Linked DNA regions of Mus musculus: region 1 is linked to region 2. A link is a contact called in public HiChIP or PLAC-seq data. All regions are on one chromosome and are shown on one strand. Each heading gives the region's core, a stretch centred on a gene start, on an enhancer-like site or on the middle of the called end of the contact. The rest is flanking DNA. Distances are from core to core; before and after follow the strand shown.

Evidence for each region. HiChIP or PLAC-seq counts read pairs in DNA pulled down with a chosen protein or histone mark.
Region 1: a contact with region 2 is called in an H3K27ac HiChIP or PLAC-seq map of acute myeloid leukemia, with 6 times the contacts expected there. The contact joins two enhancer-like sites. A contact is called at or near these places in 3 of 39 promoter capture datasets (cranial neural crest, hippocampal neurons and pre-B cells) and 2 of 115 datasets of contacts at active chromatin or transcription factors (acute myeloid leukemia and embryonic basal ganglia).

What each region holds. Positions count from the first base shown.
Region 1 is chr2:73,035,060-73,041,250 of GRCm38.p6, reverse strand. No RefSeq gene overlaps it. Among named protein-coding and RNA genes, the nearest start is that of Gm39850, 29 kb to the right of the region's middle. Within about 2 kb of position 2,725, at least 137 of the 459 cell types and tissues checked have an H3K27ac peak or open chromatin away from gene starts, as enhancers often do. A contact at or near this core is called in acute myeloid leukemia, where this site is marked.
Region 2 is chr2:72,245,062-72,251,207 of GRCm38.p6, reverse strand. The region is part of intron 29 of Rapgef4 (Rap guanine nucleotide exchange factor (GEF) 4); the gene reads right to left. Among named protein-coding and RNA genes, the nearest start is that of Map3k20, 38 kb to the left of the region's middle. Within about 2 kb of position 3,212, at least 8 of the 459 cell types and tissues checked have an H3K27ac peak or open chromatin away from gene starts, as enhancers often do. A contact at or near this core is called in acute myeloid leukemia, where this site is marked.

The sequences.
Region 1 (6,191 bases), core at 1,476-3,975, 790 kb before region 2:
GCTAATCATTTTAAAGAGCAGCATTTGGTGATGTTTAGTTTAGTCCAAGGACTGTAACCATCACCACTATTTCATTCCTGAGTATTTTTATCATCCCAACAGAAAATATGTACCAATTAAATTTCTCAGAGCCACTATCAGCTCTAGCTAACATTAATCGTCTGTGTCCTCAGGTTTGCCTATTCTAGACCTTCATGATATAATTTATGCCCTTCGGTTACCTTTGCATAGTATTTTTAAGGTTCTCCATGTTGTACTCTCTATCTGCACCTTATTCCTTTTTAAAAACAAAACAAAGCCCAGAATCATTTGTCTGTTTATTAATTGAGAGACAAATTGGGGGCAACTTTATTGTGTTTATTTAAGACAAGGGGACTCTAAGTAGCCTAGGCTGGCCTCAAATTTATGACCCTCTTGCCTCAGGTTCCCAAGAAGCTGAGGTGTTTAAATATTATTTCCTTTCTTTGGGGAGGGGGAAGGGTGGTGTTTAAGACAGGGTTTCTCTGTGTTGCCCTGGCTGTCCTGGAACTCACTCTATAGACGAGGCTGGCCTCAAACTCAGAAATTCTCCTGTCTCTGCCTCTCAAGTGCTGGGATTAAAGGTGTGCACCACCACTGCCCGGCTTATTTTCTTTTTTATTGATAAACAGTCACACAATCTTATATCTAGCCTTAGGTTTGGGGCTAACAGCCAGCCAGCCCTTTAAAAGATTTCTTTTTCTCTTGTAGGCATAGCGTGTTCACACTCATCCTCCAGTACTGGAAATGAGCAGATTCACACAGAACAGGCATCAGTATGTAGAAGGTCCATCCCTGATGCTACTGTTTTACAGGGACCCTCTGAGACCATTCTGTTGGCTGGCTACCTTCTGGGCTCATTGACGTCTGATCTCTGCATCCTGGCCAATTCAGTCTCGACCAAGTAGATCAATTGCTTTTCTTTGGTTTGTGGTCTCCTTGAAGAATCCTCAGCCACCATGATAGCATCAGCGGCTGGACAGGAAGTTTCTCTTTGCCCTCAGCATCTTTGCTTTCAGTTCCTTAGAAATCCAAACCAAAATGTAACTGGTTGATATATAGGCCAAGTGAACACAAACTGCATTGGGCAACAGTCTCAAAATGGGACCAGCAATTGTATCAGTATATGTGTACTAGCAAGAGCCTTTGTCAGATGTGCCATCCTGCCATCTCATTAAACAGCATTTATTTATTTTTTTATTTAGCAAAGCTTTACATTCATTTGTTTTTGAAGAACTTCAAGTTTTTTATGCTTGTAAGAGCCAAGTTTGGTTTTTTGTTTTTGTTTTTTTTTTTTATAAATAAGCTAAAATACAGTAGTCTGATGAAATTATAGTCATCACAGAAATTATAATTGAAACAGTGAGATCTTTTCCTAGAGATGTCAGCACATACTATTATCATAGAGTGTGTGTGTGTGGTTGTGTGTGTGTGTGGGGGGGGGTATAGCGTAGGATATGAGTATGGTATATATACTGAGCTCATAGAGGCCAGATAAGACATCCCTACCCTGGTCCTAACCCTGAGAAGTTAATGTGATAGTGTGTGCAGGAGGCCTGAAGTTCCAGGCACCCTAATAGGAGATCAGTCCAAGCTGCTGGAAGGACAATGAGTAAGGACAGGCATGGTTCAGGGTCAAAGTGCACATAGCCTAGGCTCTGGAGGTTCTGTAGTAAACCATCCAAGATCCTGTTACCCTGTTTTACCCCATTTAACCGAGGGTTTCCTAATCATTTCCTTTCTCATTATTTTGACACCCAGTATTTGATGTTTGATTTTGTAACATCCCTCTCCCCAGATATATTTTAGTAAAATTGCAGCAAGCTAGGTTTTGTTTTTTTTTTTTTTTTTTTTTTTTTTTGACAGTGAACTAACAGCATCGTGGTTTAAGACAATTTTGCAAGAATGTTTGGACAGTCCAGTGGACTCCTGGTTTCTCCCTGTGTCAAAATCAGCTTGGGAAAACCACTGTCGAAGCGATGCAGTCCTGCTGTTTTTCTCTTCTGTTTTCTCTTTTCTTTTCTTCTTTCTTTCTTTCTTTTTTGCACAGATCTCTGATGATGAGGTGATGGCTTATATTTGTAATTTGTATGCTATTAACTGTTTGTTACAGAATGCATTATCTCAGTTTCCCCCATAGCAACTCTAAGTACAGGGAACTTACTCTGTTATGGGACTTCCAGCGCGCGCGCGCGCGCGCGCGCGCGTGTGTGTGTGTGTGTGTGTGTGTGTGTGTGTGTGAGAGAGAGAGAGAGAGAGAGAGAGGCAGACAGACAGACAGACAGACAGAGACAGAGAGAGGTGATGTGTTTCTTTGATCACATTATCTAGGTTTCCCATTGTAGTTAAGTTAGAATGTTGCCTGTAAATTCCTATCGGGACTTTGTTCTCCATTCCTCAAACTAGTAATCATTCCTGTCACTGTCTGAGGACAATGAAGCCTTGAGGACCCCAGGAAAAAATGTTAACCAGGGTTCTCAGTCATCGACAGCTCGCAGCACACGGCAGGGCCATCATGGGGCCACACAGAAGCACCAAGAAATCCTTCACATTGTGCAATGGGGTCTGACTTCTCCCCATTGGTCCAGGTCTTCATGCTCTTTCCACGTCCGCCCAACTGCGTCACGTTTTTTCAGGGAGTGTGTGTGTGGGGGGAGGGGGGGGCTGCATACTACCGCAGATATTCCCGTTGGCTGGGAGGCGCCCCTCCTGTGCTTGGCTCATCTTGCCTTGGAGCCTCCTCCAGAGCGTGGGGGTGGGCCTGGGCTCAACAAGTCAGTCCCAGGAAGGCGCAGCCCTGACCCTGCGGCCCTCCCTGCTGGGAGCTCCGGGGTGGGGCGAGACCCAGGGAGGACAGCGCCTAGGACAGGTCAGCTCAAGCCAGCCCTGTGGTGCACACAGCTGGGGGCGACGGGACCCTACTGGGCTGTGGGCTGAGTGAGGTCAGGCCCCGCCTTAGAAAACACAGATCAAGAGTATTCCTGGGGTTTTGTTATGAAAGGTCTGGGTGGGTGGGTGGTGGGTCAGATTCTTTCATCAACCCTTCCAAAAAGTCCCTTCTTCTGAAAGTGGGTCTTGCTTCATAACTAGAGGAAGGGGACTGTGGAAATACGTCCTTAGTGGTGCTCGCTGGAGTGAACACCCATGAAGGATGAGGGTCTTAGGCTCCGGCATCGCTCTCTCCTAAGTTCCATGTTGGGGGTGTGAAGTTTGAAGTACCTGCAGAGGCACTGACTGTTCTGCTGAGGTCCACAAGGCCTGTGATTCACAGCAAAGCTCAGTCTTGCATCGTGACTGAAGTGCTGAGGTTGTCAGACTGCTCCAGAGAGCGCCGGCTGTTCCTGCCCTGCCCTTGGAGATACTGAGATTCGTTGTTAGAGAAACACACTCTCCTCTTACCCCTCACTCACTGCTTCTGAGTCCAGATTGCAGACTCGGAAGTTTGTTTCTAGTGACAAAGGATTGGATGCTTCCTCATTGCCTCGGGACATCACACAGAAGTCACAGTTAACAGCCCACCTCTGGAGAAAGACTTTAGGAGTCAAATCGGAGCTCTGGTTCACACTAATTCTCAGCCCTTCCTGGAAGTTACTCATTCCCCTGTTATCAAGTGAGGAGAGTAAAAATAGTGCCTACCTCACAAGCTTTACTGGAAGGTTAACCGGAATGATTCAAGTAGAGTTTATTTAGAGTTTTAGACTGTTTTGCAATGCGATAACTGCATTACCGGGTAGTTTATAAGAGAAGAGGGGCTGGTCTGCCCAAGGTTCTGAAAGATGTGAAGCCACAGGCATGTTGCAAGAGACTGAGAGCTGTGTCACTCCATAGCAGAAGGCATAAGGACAAAACAAGAGAATAGAGGAACACCAGGGTCTGGCTCAGTTTTATATCACAACGCTTCTTATGGTAACCCCTTTTCCGAGATAAGGACATTCATCCATTCGTAAAGGCACAACCTCCACACCTAATCCCTTATTTGGCCCTGGCTCCTAAGACAAAATGGTCATGAAAAGCTCACAGATATCGAGAGAAAGGTTTTTATAGGAATTTCAGAGTTATGGAAAATTCTTTACCAGGCAAGATGGATTGAAGAAAACAATATGTGAAGTGCCTTGCTAATTTAGAGGTACACAAATGCGTTTACCATGTATAGAAGTCTCAAGTATGAGCCGGGTGTGGTAGCGCACACCTTTAATCCTAGCACTTGGGAGGCAGAGGCAGGCAGATTTCTGAGTCCAAGGCCAGCCTGGTTCTCAAAGTGAGTTCTAGGACAGCCTGGGCTCTACAGAGAAACCCTGTCTCGAAAAAACAAACAAAACAAACAAACAAAAAAAAATCTCAAGTATGTAAACTTTAAGAAATAAAATTGAAAGAGAGCAGGCTGACAATAATAGCGGCTGTCACTGTGTAGTAGAGTTGTGGCTAATGTTCCCCACTTTCTGTCTTATCACTTTTGATCCTTTCCCAACCTACTTTAAATGTTGCTTTGGAAAACTACTTCAAATTATTTATCTTTGTATATGTATTTATGTATCCATATACAGGTGTGTGTATGTGTGTGTGTGTGTGTGTGTGTGTGTGGGTGTGTGTGTGTGTTTGAGAGAGAGAGAGAGAGACCTTATTTTTGATAGTGAGGGATGTAAAGGCCTTTAGAGGGCAAAAAATGTCCTTAGAAGATTTCTAAAACTTCACTGTTTTTTGAGATCAGCCAATCCTTACTGATTTGTACTAGGAAGTCACTCTGTTTCTGTTTGAAGGATAAAGACACCTCGTTTGTACTAGGTACAGTATCTGCCTTTCCCATCTAAGGAGACTTTCTTTAAAGTGCCAAGATATTGGGCAGGCATGGGAAGTGAGAACAGGGGTTCTCACTGTATGATCAATATACATTGTATACATGTACGGAATTGTCAAAGACCAAAGATAAAACACTCTTTCAAAAGTATCTAAGACAAGGGATCAAAATCCTAGAAGGTTCCTGTTAAATCCAGAAAGGCAAAATGGGTTGAGGGGTTCTAGGGTAGCCATCACTTACATTACCATGTTACTTTTTCAAAGTTTCTTAAGTGGGTTTATAGCCCAATGGTAGAGTGCTTGCCTGCCACGTATGAAACTCTGGGTTTGACCCTTAGTACTAGAAAAAGAAAAAAAAAATCCAAATTTACCATTTACTTCAAACTTACCTTCCATTTATATTGAAAATTAGGACGTGTTGCTTAGTCTGTACACAGGATCATCTCCTCAACAAAAATGTCCTTTCAACTGACTCAGGCCTTGTGCTGATGCCAGGGGTTCCACTGAGGGCCTAAGGCTCAGGATGGACCCTCTTGTGCATGGAGACATAGAAGGAATTGTCTCAGGAATTTACTGAAGACAGGCACAGAGAATCTACTGGGATGAGGCAGAGAGACAGGTCCGGGCAGAGAGGCAGGAAACGTTTAATTGATGACTAGTTCTCTGGGTTGAGGGTGAATCTTCAGTGTTTAAGTATGTAGTTCTTCCTAACATGAGACACATTTTCATGCTTTGTCCTAATCCAGTTAGAATACTAGCCAGCTGGTTGTAATTTTTAACAAACTAAGGACACACTTTGTGATACTTTTCTTCATTAATCAATGCAATAAGTTTATAGCATTCAAATCATTTAATTAATTATAATTAATTAATTAATTAGTCTGGATTCCTCTGTGTAGCCTTGGCTATCCTGGAGCTCATTATATAGTCCAGACTGGTTTCGAACTCACAGAGATAGATCCCAGGTGCTGGGATTAAAAGCTTGTGCCACCACTAATTATTGAATTAGAATTCATCTTATCCCACTGCATTTTTAAAATTGGGCATATTAAAAAATCGGGCTTTTATCAGATTTGGACATTAAGCATTCCTTTTTAAACCAGGTGGATAATTATACTCACTCCCAGGAGTTGGGGATTGGTTCCAATGCTTTGAATTAATCCAAACCCCCCAAATCAGAAATCTGTATGTCCAAACACTGAAGGTCCTTGTCCCCAGTTGGTTTTTGATTGATCAATAAAGAGCCAATGGCCAGTGGCTGGGCAGGCAGACTGAGGCAGGACCTTTAGCTTTGGGTGGGCTAGGAACTGGAAGAGAGGAAGAAGGAGAGCTTGCCATATCTCAGGGGGAGATGGATTAGTTTTAGAGCTGCAGAAGGA
Region 2 (6,146 bases), core at 1,963-4,462:
TAAAAACAAATGACAGAAGAGGAGTCGGGGCCTTACACACGTATGTGCACGAGCATCCGGGCCTTACGCACGTAAGTACATGGCGTCGCAATGTGAGTCGATGGCTTTTGCTCGGAAGGTTATGACAAATGAAGGTGGCGCATGTCTGCACGAGACACTTCCTCACACACAAAGAGGCAATCGGAAAAGTTGTTCAAACTTCACTTTCAATAAAGGGTCCCCCCAAACCAGCAGGACTGTTGATCAGCATGAGAAAGAAATGACAAACACCTCCAAGGAAACGCAGTACACAATGTATAATTAGCCTCTGATATATGGAGCCCCAGAATAAACAGTAACTATGATAATCTCCCTGCTAATTTACTTTATGCTGGTTTTTCCCTCCTTTAAAGGCTTTGCATCGGAAGGGCACAAGTATATTCCGTGTAGAATTATTGTAATTCTTCAGATATTGAATGGAGTATAATTACTGGAAACCCCACGGAACGCTGCCAGTATGCCCCTCTGAAGAATAATAAAACAATTAGCACAGGTCAGAAACCTCTTCCTATACCATTTTGTAGAGAGTAATTGTTCTGCTTTTTAGTTTTGAAAGATAAAACATTTCATTCTGACTTTAGTTTTAGACTACTCTTTATAGCTATCCTCTGAGGCTTCATAATTTTTTAGCTCATTATGTAGTTTAAAATGTGAGAACAATTGTTCAAATCCGTAATTTCTAGCCCCGAAGTTCATTTTACCTTTCTAAATCTTTGATTAATTTTAACAATGGTTTTAATTTTGACGTATCCTTTTAATTGTATTGCCAAGATAACTTCAGCTTAACTTACATCCAAAAGCGGGCTTTATAAGGAGGTCCGTTCTTTCCCTTTGTGAGGTCCGGACAATAATGTTTAATGGTGTGAACTCAGTGATGATACGTGAAGCCCACTATCATTGCTGGCCAAGATCTGCTTGTAGAATGTTTTCAGGGGGCCAAAAAATGGGGGCGGGGAGGCTAGCACGGTGTTTCATCTTCAACTTCTTTGGCTCCCATTGACACATTTAATATTTAATATGCTAGTGAGTCTTCAGAAATCCCCACCCCCAACCATTTCCAGAGTCTATAACACCTTCTATAGGCTGCCCGTAAGCCACGGGTGCCCAGTGCTTGACCAAACCCAGCAACTGGAACAGATCGTTTCTAAAGCCAACCTTCTCATTTGAAAACATTTCTGACCTGGAATTCTGCTGCTGTTTGGTGTTAACGTATTTCTCCCTTTACCTTTTGCCCACTGAGCTCTGGGATATTAACAAATATGTTAGGTTAGTTCCTCAGACACATAGAAATCCCACCTTAGGTCTTCTCCGACTCATCCTACACAGCCACACTTTATCTTTATCCTGCATTTTCTTATAGGATGCGTTAGCTTCTCCTAGCCAGTTTCTACCTTGGCATCTTAGAGTGCAGAGAAATCACTTTCCCCTTCCTTGATCTGGCTGAGTTAGACACCTAAGTCATAATTGGAATGAAATTATGTAACTGATATGCTCAGCTTCAGAGACTGAAAGCTCTCCACCCGGTTCACTGGGCTGCCGTCGGGACTCAGCTCTCAGCTCTGCAAATGTGCAGGGTGACCTGGGGGACCAAGGTGAAGGATTTTACATTTATCTCCACTGAGACACAGCTAGGTAGGCTTTCTGTCTCCTTTCTGTCTCCTGTGTTCCACAGATGTCACTCCATGTGGCATCTTCAGTGACAGACAAAATTATTCATTGTTGAGCTCAGCTGAGGTTGGCCGAGACTGAAGTTAAAGACACACAGGTTTCATTATCCAACTGCCATAATGGGGAGGGAGCAGAAAAAGTTACACCCGGAGCTCAGAGGTCTTGCCAGAGCAGGTTGGCCTGCCTGGAGCCGGCCAGGCAACTTTATGATGCCAGGCTGGGGGTAGGGGTAGGGGCTAATTACTCCAGAGCAGAATGTCTTGCCTCTCTTTTCCACCCCACCCCCTCCCCCGTCCAGCAAAGTTGAGGGTTATGACTCCTATTAGTAACCAAAGTGATTGGTAATTTGGGGTGAGTGTGAGGAGACCACAGGCCCTCAGAAGGGGCTCCAAGTTGGGGGGAGTGGACAGACCGAAAGCCCGTCATACCTGAAATGATTCTTTTGTGGGACTAGTTCTAAGTGCCAGCCTTCGCAGCTTAATTTGCATACTTAGCGCCTTGTTTGTACAGGGTTGAGAAATAGGCCCAGCTGAGGCTGAGGGACTCCCCTCAAAAGGATCCACCACAAAAGAAGGAAAAGGAAGGAAAGTAAGAAAAGGAAGGAAGGGAGGGAGGGAGGGAAAGAGGGAGGGAGAGAGGGAGGGAGAGAGGGAGAGAGGGAGGGAGGGAGGGAGGGAGGGAGGGAGGGAGGGAAAGAGGGAGGGAGAGAGGGAGGGAGGGAGGAGGGAGGGAGGGAGGGAGGGGAGGGAGGGGAGGGAGAAAAGAAGGAAGGAAGGAAGGAAGGAAGGAAGGAAGGAAGGAAGGAAGGAAGGGAGGGAGGGAGGGAGGGAGGGAGGGAGGGAGGGAGGGAGGGAGAAAAGAAGGAAGGGAGGGAGGGAGGGAGGGAGGAAGGAAGGAAGGAAGGAAGGAAGGAAGGAAGGAAGGAAGGGAGGGAAGGAGGGGGGAGGGAAGGAGGGAGGGAAGGAGGGAGGGAGGAAGGGAGGGAGGGAGAAAGGAAGGGAAGGAGGGGGGAGGGAAGGAGGGAGGGAGGGAGGACGGACAGAAGGAAAAAAGTAGTAGTAGCAGTGCCTGAAACACACAGTAACCACACCCGGCCATTTATTTCTCTTTATAGCTGAAGGCAGCGACTCGGAAACAGATCTCCTTCTTGAGGCCTCGGTGAACACTATGGAGACCAACTGTGCCTGTGCTTCAGCTCTGAGGTCACAAACCTGACACAAACATTCCTTAAGCTCTGAGGCAGATATTTATCTTTGGACCCAGTAAGGTGTGAGGTGCCTTGTTCAAGGCCTCAGCCTTATGTGGTCACCGGCCTGTGGGCTAGCCTTTCGGGAGCAGGCTTACCCAACCACTCACATGTCCACACCCATGCGCCCCTGGCACTACCTGTGGGGCCTCCAAGCTCTCCAGCCTTCCCAGTTTGCTCCCACTCACTCTGGTCTTTGCCACCACGGGCTCCCGACCTGATGCTGAGGAGGTACAGGCTTACATGTCTAGTGTTCAAAGTTCAGATTCCAGGCCTCCAGGCAAGCTCACCTGACACTGTAGGCTCCGACACCACCAGTCAGCTTCCCTGGGCTTAGGCCTTTTGGCTCCTCAGCTAAGAGCTCCCTGGTGAGGAGCAGCTCCTGGGAATTAGGCCTCTTCTGACAAGTGCCTGTTAGAGCTGTTTTTGCTTCTCCTTCTGCTGACCTCTAAGATCTTGAGCCTTCTTATTCTTCTGATTTTGATTTTCGAGTAAGATCTTGCTATAGTCTTGGTTGGCCTTAAACTCGTGACCCTCCAGTGCCAGGATTACAGGCATGCCCCACACTCAGCACCACTATTGCTCTTGCTTGCCTGGCTCTCTTGTCTCTTCTGCCATTTCTGTTTCTACTGCTTTGAATCTCTCTCTGTCTCTATGTCTATCCAGTGCAGGCTCTGTATCCATGCCTAGCATGTATAAACTTTTACAATGGTAATAATTTTATTCAGACTGCTATATCTTCAAGACAAGAAACTCTTTCTTTCTCCATAAGTAGGTGACGAAATAGTCTTTCTACTTCAAAGATTATGCCATGGTAGCAACCACTGGATGTGTGCAGTAAGGCCCAACTTCCTGGAACTCAGCCAGTCTTCACTGTAATAATTCCTGAAGAAGCCTGAGCATTGTCTCCAGTGGTGGATCTTTATAGCCAAAGGATTTGTGACAAACCAACACTCATCTACCATCCACAACATCCACAGTCTATTGTACATAGGAAGGCCATGGGGCATCACAGTTCAGACACACGTGGAGTGCAGTATGCTTCTCTGAGCACACTGAAGGCAAATGGAAGGACACTGAAGGGCAGAGTACCAAGCAGAGAAGAAAAGGAAAGAGGATTGCCCATTCAGGAACAGAAAGCTAAGTTAAAACATCGTCCCAGGACGAATCTCGGTTTTGCAAAATGCTACAGGACACCCTCATTAATTCAATTTCTAACAAGTAGAAAATGCTTCTGGGTATTACAAAATCCTTTTCAAATGCCCTCCTTCATCAAGTCTAGCACTGGAATATCACTGGACTATCCTTATATTTAATGCATACCTGGAATATATGCATACTATTTCTTGCATACTTGGAATATACCAGACACATTTATGGATGATGTTTGTGAGATATCAGTGGCCAACACAGAGAAGATTCCTCCCTGGTCTACGGCCGGCCCTCGCCTTCTAGGGAGGTGGACAGATGAGGAAAAGCAAAGATGACGATCTCAGACCGTAAGAGCTGCTCTTGAGGCTGGACCACGAGGCAGAACGTTCACGTGAGTGAGCACTCACACAGAGAAGATGCACAAGCACAAACTGAACCAGGAAAAGGAGCCAGGCACCGGGAAACGGGGAAATAACACTCAGGCAAAGGACCCAAGGCTGCAATGGAAAGAAAGAGGATGGCTTTGCCAGCTTGGGCTATCTACAGAGCTGAAGTCTGAGACAAAGCCTGACGGGTCTCTGGGGCAGCACGCTGGATCTTACAATGTGACTGTACATAGTGTGGTTTTGTCTGCTGCTGACATGGCTGCAGGAACTTCCCACCACCAGCTTCATCGGTGCATGTCTTTACTACTCTCATGGCCTTCGTTTAATATATCTTCTGTTGTTTTTTTTTGTTAACATTTAATATTTTATGTGTTTGTTGCTTACCTTTACAGCAGCATACAGTGACATCCTTTGCCTGGGCACTCTCATCCGTTCCGTCGCTCTGTTCTAGCGTACATTTTAGGGAAATGTGCATTTGTCTTGGTCTGTGCAGTCTATATAAAGTGTAAATCCCCAAGGTATTCCTATAGATTTGTTTTGGATTGAAAAGGTCTTGGGGACCAGGCAGATTTGAACACTTAGATTTTTACCTAAAGATTCTTTTTCCATAGCTCCAAGAAACAAAACCAATGATCCCCAGGAGCCTTTTAGGATATTACTGGCGTTAGAAGCCACATTGTTGCAAGTTATAAGGGCATGCCTAGAAATGCCAAACCGAAAGGACTCAGAACATTTCTCTTCTTTAATAAGCTCCGTTCATGTTTCCAGAAGTCTAGAAGTTTCCTCCATGGCTCTCATTCCAGAAAAAAAAATAGGTACTTCAAAATCTTATTCTTAAGTAAATATACCTAAATATGGGTATGTCTGAAATAGAATCAGCCCCGTGGTACAGCAGTGCTGTACCTATCAGCATGCTCTCTGCAGCTGGGATAGTGGCAAGCGGCCAGTGTGTTATCCTCTAATCCATTGCTAGTCTACCTTCTGAGTGTTATAAATATTCATACATGCCATAGAAAGCTATAAAGGGCTTTATTCAAACATTTTTTTGAATACCCCTTTATGTTTCCCCCAAAAGAAAGAATGCCTGAAAATAATTTTTTTTTTTGCATAAGGATAAGAATGTGAGTTCTCTTTTGTTCATACTCAAAAATCCTGAAAGCCAATAAGCAGTAAATTCTCTAATCCTCATTTCATACCTCAAGGGTGAAGACGCTGAAAACACAAACAAACAAACAGCAGCGTTGGCACGCTGGCTTGCTGTGCCTATGGAGGCCAGCACCACAGAAAGGTGTTGGTGCCCCTGGCTGCCCTTGGTGACTTCTGCCCCTGCCAGCGGCTCCCACTGGGGACACAGCCCAGCGGGTCCACACACACAGACTGCCGACCCTGCTTGTACCTGGTCTTTGTTGACGGATGCCTGACAAGAACTTAGAGCATACAACATGTCTTTCTCCAAGGCACTTAGGGCTAACTGTAGATGAGGGTGACGGTTAGTGGTGCCCAGAAGAAAGGTGGGCCAGCTGGTGGGAGAAAAATGCTGGAAAGCTAGCCGACACTAATTGATCAATGTTGACTGATAATGTCATGTTGATCGGTCAGGTTTAGAAAGCCAATCAAATCGATTTTGATTTGAACTTCTACTTAGTTTTCTACTA